Linked DNA regions of Columba livia: region 1 is linked to region 2. A link is a contact called in public Hi-C data. All regions are on one chromosome and are shown on one strand. The core of a region is the stretch at or near the end of the contact, and the rest is flanking DNA. Distances in the headings are between cores, read along the strand shown.

Evidence for each region. Hi-C and Micro-C count contacts between places; a contact is called where the count stands out from the background.
Region 1: a Hi-C map of crop shows a contact between it and region 2, with 3 times the contacts expected there. The contact joins the enhancer-like site here to the promoter of VEGFA in region 2. A contact is called at or near these places in 2 of 2 Hi-C or Micro-C datasets (crop and liver).

The regions. Positions count from the first base shown.
Region 1 is chr3:87,647,115-87,650,745 of bColLiv1.pat.W.v2, reverse strand. No RefSeq gene overlaps it. Among named protein-coding and RNA genes, the nearest start is that of TMEM63B, 100 kb to the left of the region's middle. Within about 2 kb of position 1,460, at least 3 of the 3 cell types and tissues checked have an H3K27ac peak away from gene starts, as active enhancers do.
Region 2 is chr3:87,393,000-87,396,770 of bColLiv1.pat.W.v2, reverse strand. VEGFA (vascular endothelial growth factor A) reads right to left here and starts at 2,266. Exons shown (of 6, transcript XM_065058086.1): 1 at 2,038-2,266. The coding sequence starts at 2,103. It also overlaps a transcript of RSPH9 not described here.

The DNA of each region.
Region 1 (3,631 bases), core at 211-2,710, 250 kb before region 2:
GGCCTCGCACGGAGCCTCTGCTGCCGGCAGGTGGCAGGGCAGCCCTGCGTCTCGCCCCGGCCCGGCCCGACCCAGGCCCCGGCCCGGCCTGCCCGTGCGGGGCGGCGGCTCTACCCGGGGCCTCGGAGCTCGGCTGGGAGTTTCTCCGGGCGGGGAATGACCCCCTCCGCCCCCGGCAAAGCACAGAGGTGCTGCCGCCTTCTCCCTGCAGCCAGAGCCGCGGAGGGGTCTGCGGGCTGCGAGAGGACACCGGCCTCCCCCGGCCAACGGGCCCCTGGCGGCAGCGGGGCTGGTGCCGCTCGGGCCCCTGTCCGCAGCCGCTGCGGGGTGTGATGGGCATTTTTATTATTATTAATGGCAGTATGTTCGCGCTGAGGTTAGGTTACAGCCCCATTGTGCGAGGCTCCACACAAACGCGGTCAGAGACAGTCTGTACTCGGGGGAACAGGCAGTCCAGGCAGAAAGAGGCAGCAGAAAGAGCACGCAGGAAAGAAACGCAGCTCATGGGGAGGAAGCGTGTTGTTTCCCCTGGTTCACCCAACAGGCCAGTGGCAGAGAACAGGCTTTCTAGGCTGCTACAGGTCCCCTCATCCTTTGGACTGCACAGTCCTCTTGTGTAAGCGGCATAAATAACCTGTGGCTGGCTGGTTTTTGGTGGTACAGCATTTGTAAATGCTGACCATTTACCCTTTGGTTAAAGCTAAACCTGCCTTCTCTTTTCCCAGCTGCTCAACATAGATATAGGGAGCTGGGAGCCCACGCTGGCGTGCTGAGCGCTGCACAGGTAATTATTAATCATCAGGGCTCCTGGCCCGTCCTGCTCCCTACCCTGCCGGTACCAAGAGGCCACCCGGGCGGTCCCAGGGCCAGCTCTGCTCAGGCTGGGGCAGGCGGCAGCTTATGAGGTTGTCTGCCAGGAGAAGAGAGGGACCACTTCAAGCAGCTGAAGTTTTCACTCCAGCTTAACAGACTGATTACCAGAGATGCTTTGAGTGAGGGGAGGGGATGGGAAGCAAGATTTGTAGGGGGACCAGCCTGGCCTTTTTGAATTCAGCTTCAGAGTTAGTTAACAAAGTTGCAGGTTCTCAGTCTCTTTTTCTCTTTCTTTGCCAACTTTTTTTTTTTTTTTCTCTCAATATAAATACCCAGGGGCGGTTTCTTTTCTTTTTGGTATGAATGTGATGATCTTTCAGGGCTGTGATTGGCTGCACGGCTTGTCATCGGGGACACACCTCCTGGCGTGGGGCCACCGCCTCCCCCTCCTGTGAAAGCTTCCCCTTGTAACAAGTGAGCGTAATTACATCAGTTACTCGCTAGAGCACAGACCTGCTTTAAATTTCGGCCTCTTGGAGTCAGTGAGAAGCTGAAGGACTAGAAAACGCAGGGTTTCAAAGGCCTGTAACACTGTGGACCATACAAGTCATGCTGTGCTCTTCCTTCCCAGGAATTAAGGCTCCCAGTCACACACGAGGAAGAATGAATATCTGTACTAGTCATGGGAATGGCTACCTGTTGGGAGAACAGAGCTGCTACACCAGAGGAGGATTTCTGCATTGCAAAAGCCTGGCCCACCAAAAAAAATACACATCAGGTCCCTTTTGAATTCAGCTTTGGTGTAAATGACCTGGAAAAGGCTGCACTTCCAGGGGCACCAAAAAGGAAGCGAGCTCAGAGTGAGAGCTGCAGGGACTGTGGATGATCCCTGAAAAAGAGCAGAGCCAGCTGAACAAATGCATCTGTCTGCCAAAAGAAAATGCATTTCAGCCAGCAGCAAGGGCCTACAAGACAGGGCCGGACCTGTTGGGGGAAGAGAGTGACCCTAAAGAGCAGTGTTTGTGTGCCAGGTGGATATTGCAGCAGCAGCTTGACACATTTCTGACAGGTTGGGATAGGAACTTGGAGTGCTCCTGTGGGCTTGTTCCAGAAAGGGCTGAATGCTGGCGTGGGAGCATCTTTGCTGTGCTGCAGAGGCCCAGGTCCCCCACTGGGGTAAATCAGCATAGCACACAGGAAGCCAGTGTTCTTGTGCCCAAAAACCTGCTCCATGCCGGTGTGACAGAGTTTGGCTGATAAAGTTGGTGTGTGAAAAAGAAAGAAAGTGGTTCTCTGACTGGAGGAGAAGTCTCACTTCTTATCCCGGGTCATTTTGTCCTTGCAGGGATGTGACCCTGACGTATGGCACAGACACTCCTGCTGCTTGATGAGCTGGAAGGATGTAGATGAGGTGTAGGAGAATTCAAACCATCTATCTGGCTAGGAGAGCTGAGTCCTCACATATAGGCATTTGCAGGGTGTCAGAATTGCTATTCTGACATGGGACAAACCCAGACCTTTTCAAGCACGTCTTCTGAAAATTATACAGGGAGAGACATCTTCCCTCTGTCTCCTCCAGCTGTTCTTTAGCATACAGGTGTTTGCTCAGAGCACACAGCTGAGCAGACCCAGCCCTGGTTCTGGATCAGGCAGAGCAAAACTTGGACTGTCTCTCACATTGCCTGGCCAGTGGACTGAGTACGGTTACGATTCTAGCGCCTTTTCCCTATCTGCCTCCTTCAGCTCTCTGCCCTTCTCCCTCCCCCTCCCCAAAATAGCCTTCACCTTTCAATCCTGCATCAGAGAAACTTCTTCCCAGAAATGTCATGAAAACTGATGTGCCCCTATGAAAAGTGTGGGGTTTTGATGATTCAGCATCTTCCCATGGAAGAAAAAGCTCCTTTGTTTCTCTGACCAGCTCTCAGAAAATGGCTCTATGCCATGTGGTCCATCTTTCCTCCCAGGGACCTGTTTCTGGAGCTGCTGACAAGCTTCCCAGGCCATGGCCCATTCAGTATGTGGCAAGTGTTGTTGGACCAGACAGTCTGAATACAAGCAAGGAGCTCTCATTTTTTGTTACAGGCCTGAAAACATAAAAAATAGTGTTGGTGTTTTCTGTGGTATCAGATGTTCTCTGACTGTATGATCTTTAGCGTGACCTGCATTCTGCTTGATTTTGGGGAGAGCTCTCAATACGAGCGGCTCTGCCCTGTCACTGAGCCGAGGCTGCAGAAAGGATGGAGCAGTGTGTCACAGGAGCCAAGGAGGAGGCATGGAAAGAGACAACCGCCTTCCAGTTCCGAAGAATGAATACTGCCACTAGGGGCTCGGAATTTGAGTACCCAAAACTGGGGATGCCCTCACTGACACGTGAGGGCTGTAGGGTGCCTGGCACCTCTGCAAGAGAGGCTTTCCCCACCCCATCTATCCCAAGGGCCATGGAGCTGGGACAGAGTGGGTGCTGTTGAAGATGTGAAGCTGGATTTCTGGTGCAGGAGGAGCAGGATGAACAGAAGGTTGTGCTGCTGAGACAGGTGCATCTGCAGGCCACCGGGCACTTCCACATTCCCAGATGTTGTGTAGGTTCTTTGCACTGACCGCTGGGTTCGGGGTGAGAGTGTCAGCTCCCAGCTTTGCTCTGTAGGATCCCACAGCACACTCGCCCATTTCCCTTGCCTGTAGACAGCTACCAACCCAACTTTCTTATATACCATTTTCAGGTGCATCAAGCTTTTATCCTTACTGTTATTATGATCCCTAACATTCCCTACAAGCAAACTGTTGTTGAGTGATGGAATTCCTTAGGTAGAGACCGAAA
Region 2 (3,771 bases), core at 1,017-3,516:
GGAAAGCAACCCAACACGTGCTGGACCCCGCTTCCCCAACTCAGCTTCTGCCAGGGTTTTTATTTAATGCTCTCCAATGTGCATGGCTAGCTAGATAGGTTTTATTCAGCACAACAGTCAGATTAACAGTACAGATAAATATTATCATCAGAGCACAAAACCTTAGACCCGGCATGAAGAGTCATGCCTTCTGCCATGCCCAGAGTTATTGTCAAGCTGCCTACGTGAGATCTGCTGGTATTTCTAACGTTCCCATCACCGTGGTGCCCAGGCGATCAACAGACAAATAAGGACAGAACTGAAGGGCAGACCTCACCGTTGATCTGCCAGAGCACTTATATGGCCCGCATCACCCAGCTATCTCAACATCTCCCGATCTCTCACTTATCTAGCCCTGTGACATCTCCCCCCAACCCCACCGACATCCCGTGATTCCTCCCTACTTTTCTTCCCACCGTTATCCTCTTTCTTTTCTCACCGGCACCATCCTCCTGCCTAGGAGAAAAGGTAACAGGAGGCTTCTACGTGACTCCTGAGGACAGACAGACCTGGACTCTACCTGATCTGCGTTTCTTCCTCCAGGGAAGAGGAAGGGGAGGGGAGAAGGAGCGAGGGGAGGGTTAAAGAGTATTATCACTAGACATCAATACAGAGCTGTCTAACCTACAGCAGAGGAACTGACTCTACTGTACAAGTTTACCGAGGACCTGCGAGGCAAAGAAATCCCCGTTTTACATGACGGTGGAAAAACTCATGGAGAGCGGAAAGAATTGTCCCACGAGCCAAATCTGGCAGGCAGGCAGCAGGGAGCAGCTCTGTGCCACACTCAAGAGCTGCGCCTCAGTTCCCATCCAGCACAGCCTAATGTGCGGCTGTCAGTGGCGAAAGTAAGAGATATAACAGGCTAGAAACAAAGCATGCAGTGCCTGCATTACTTCAGTTACAGCTGAAATGGCTCCTAACTGGGGAGTTACCTTCCAGTATCGGTGCTGAACAAACAATGTGAATAACTGATTAGTTTGCAAGCGACGCTTATTTTCACAACTGTGGGAGATGATCTGGCCCCGCATTCTCCACAAGTGCCGAGGAGAAATGGCAGGAGAGAACTAACCTGTTATAGCCTTTAAAACATAATCCGGGTCCGCCCAGGGAATAGCCACTTTCACGTGGGCACTCTGTCTAAACCCCTTAATATCTCTTGGCAACACAGCTCTCTTGACTCTTTAGAAAACAGATTTATAGGACACGTTTGCACAGAAAGCTGCCTTTCCTTTTTCTTAAAAAACAGAAAAAGAAAAGCAGAAAGAGTTGGCTTTTAATCTCGCAGGAATGACAATGAGGCAAAAGTAAAAGTGACTGAGGAGGAGAAGAGAAAAATGTACGGTTTTGTAACCTCGGTGCAGGAGATATGTATTTTGAAAAAAAAAAAAAAATCAATCTGGAAGAAATTCAGGATCCATTTTGTCCTCTTTGATCTCTATTTGTTTTTCCAGCTAGGTATTTTGAACTCCACTCGGCGGCACGAACCCGAGCTGGGACCCAAGGCAAATACCGCCGAAACACCCTTTTGCAATGTCAGGAGACCCGAGGACGGGCGGCGAGGCTGATGCAAGAAGCCAGCGCGCTGCCTCCCTGCCCCAAGCAGCTCCCCGGGACTGGCCCCGCCGGGACCCCACGGCCCCGCCGCCGCGGGAGCCCCACGCCGGGGGCGTGCAGTGCGCGCACACGTGCGCGGGCACTCCGCACGGCGCTGCCGACTGCTCCGGGGGCCTGCGAAGCACCGGGCAGCGCTTCCCCCCCCCCGCATCCCCCGTTTGCAGCATTGCACGCACGCATACACACGTGTGTGCGCTGCAGGCACCCACCCGGACACGGTGCCAGCAGCGCGGCGGCACCGCACCGAGCAGGTGGGAAGTAAGGCAGGGGGGCGCCAAAAAGAAAGGGGGGAAAAAAGTCTTTTCCGCCGCCTCCCCGCCCCCACCGTACGTGCGGTACAAAAGCCCCCGTCCCGCCGCCGTCCCCGTCCCTGCTGCTTACCTCCGCGCTCTGCAGATAGAGCAGCGCCGCCAGCCCCCAGTGGATCCAACTCAGCAGAAAGTTCATGGTTGCCGGCACACGCCGTGGAGCGGGGCCCGCCGCGCTCCGCCTCGCCGCCGTCGCCCCGCCGCCGCCGCCGCCCCGCCGCGCTCTTGCCCGCGCCTCCTCCGTGCCCGCCGCCGCCTCCTGGGGTGCCGCCGGTCGGGCGCTGCGAGAGGCTCCCGGGAAAAAGGTGTTCCTCTTCGGGGTCTCCGGTTTCACCCCTCCATCAGCCCGGCTTTCCGCCGGCCTCCGCTGCTGCTTTCGGTGGGCGCTCCACCGGGCCGAGCGCAGGCTCCGCGGCCGCCCCGCCGCCGCCCGGCCCCCGCCGCCGGGCAGTCCGAGCTCCACAGCGGCGCTCGTCCGCGGCCGCCGCTTCTCTCCGCGCCGGGGCAGGCAGTCACCCGCGCCGCGATCGCTCAGTTTCAAGCACTCACGCCAAAGTTTGCGCGGAAAGTTTCAATGCATCTCTTTTTCTGCGTCCCCTCTTCGCAGCAGCTGCCTCCGGCGGCTCCCCGAGCCGGGGTCGCCTCCCTGGCGGTAAGGGGCTGATCCCGCTGCCGCCGCTCGGCCCGACCCCTCTCCGCAAGTCGGGGTGGTGGTGGCGGAGGGGATGAAGAGAGCGCTTTCCTCCTGCCCTCTCTGTCTCTCCCTCTCTCAGTCCACCGCTTTAGAAAAAAAATCAGAATATAAAAAAAAAAAAATCCAAACTGACTAGAGAGGGAGGGAACTGGGGCGGAGGGAGGCTCTGCAGGAAAGGGAGGGAAAAAAAATCCCAGCGGATCAAAGTATAGGTGGGGAAAAAATAAATTAAACGAGAGGATAAAGCAAGGCGGCAAGCCAACAGCAGGTCCCGGTGCCCGGGGAGGGCTGCTCCCGCGGCGCGCTGTCCCCCGCCGGCGCGGCGTGCGCTCCTCGCCCCCGGCGCGGCGGCAGCCGCACTCCGCGCACTCCAGCGGCGGCTCCGCGCAGCGCCCGTTCCCCGCGCAGCGCCCGCCCCGCCACCCGCTCGCCGGCGCTCTGCAACTGCTCGGCGCGGACGCGGGGAGAGACGCTCCGGCAAAGTCCCACCCCTCCACAGCTATTCTCCTCCCTCCTCCCCTCCCTTTTTTCGCTGGGAAAGGCCACGGAGGTAAAGGGGTCCGCGGCCCCTCTGCCGCCCTCCCCGCCCTCTCCACTCGGGTCCGCAGTCCCCCGTGGCTCGCAACATTTCGCCCCCCAGCCTTCCTGCCCTGCCTTTCACCTCGGGCGCCCCACGGGCCGCGCTTCCTCCACCCTTTCTGCCCTGCCGATGGATGCACGTTCGGGTCAAAATTCACCTTGCCCGTGGGAATTGCTCCAAAGTCCAGCGGAGCCATTTGGGGGGAGGGGGCAGCGAGGACAAATTGTGATCACACTCATCATCCGTCCCCCCAAGGCCTTCGCTTTTCAGACACAGTGATTTCTTAGCACCTATGTGCTAAAAAGGAGTGGAGTAGGGGGTTGTCCTCATTTGGGTTTTATTTCTCTTCATCCATTGGCAACCCACCTTGGTTCAGGGGGGCTGCCTGCACTGGCTGAGCATTGCCCCAGTGTGCAGAAAGGTGTCATGCTGAAGGGGTGAAGATTTTGCCAGACAAACACCACGCTGCTTTCTGGGAAGGTATTTGAAGGGCAAAAAGGCAGCTTTGTCTTACTGGGGTTACCGCAGGCATT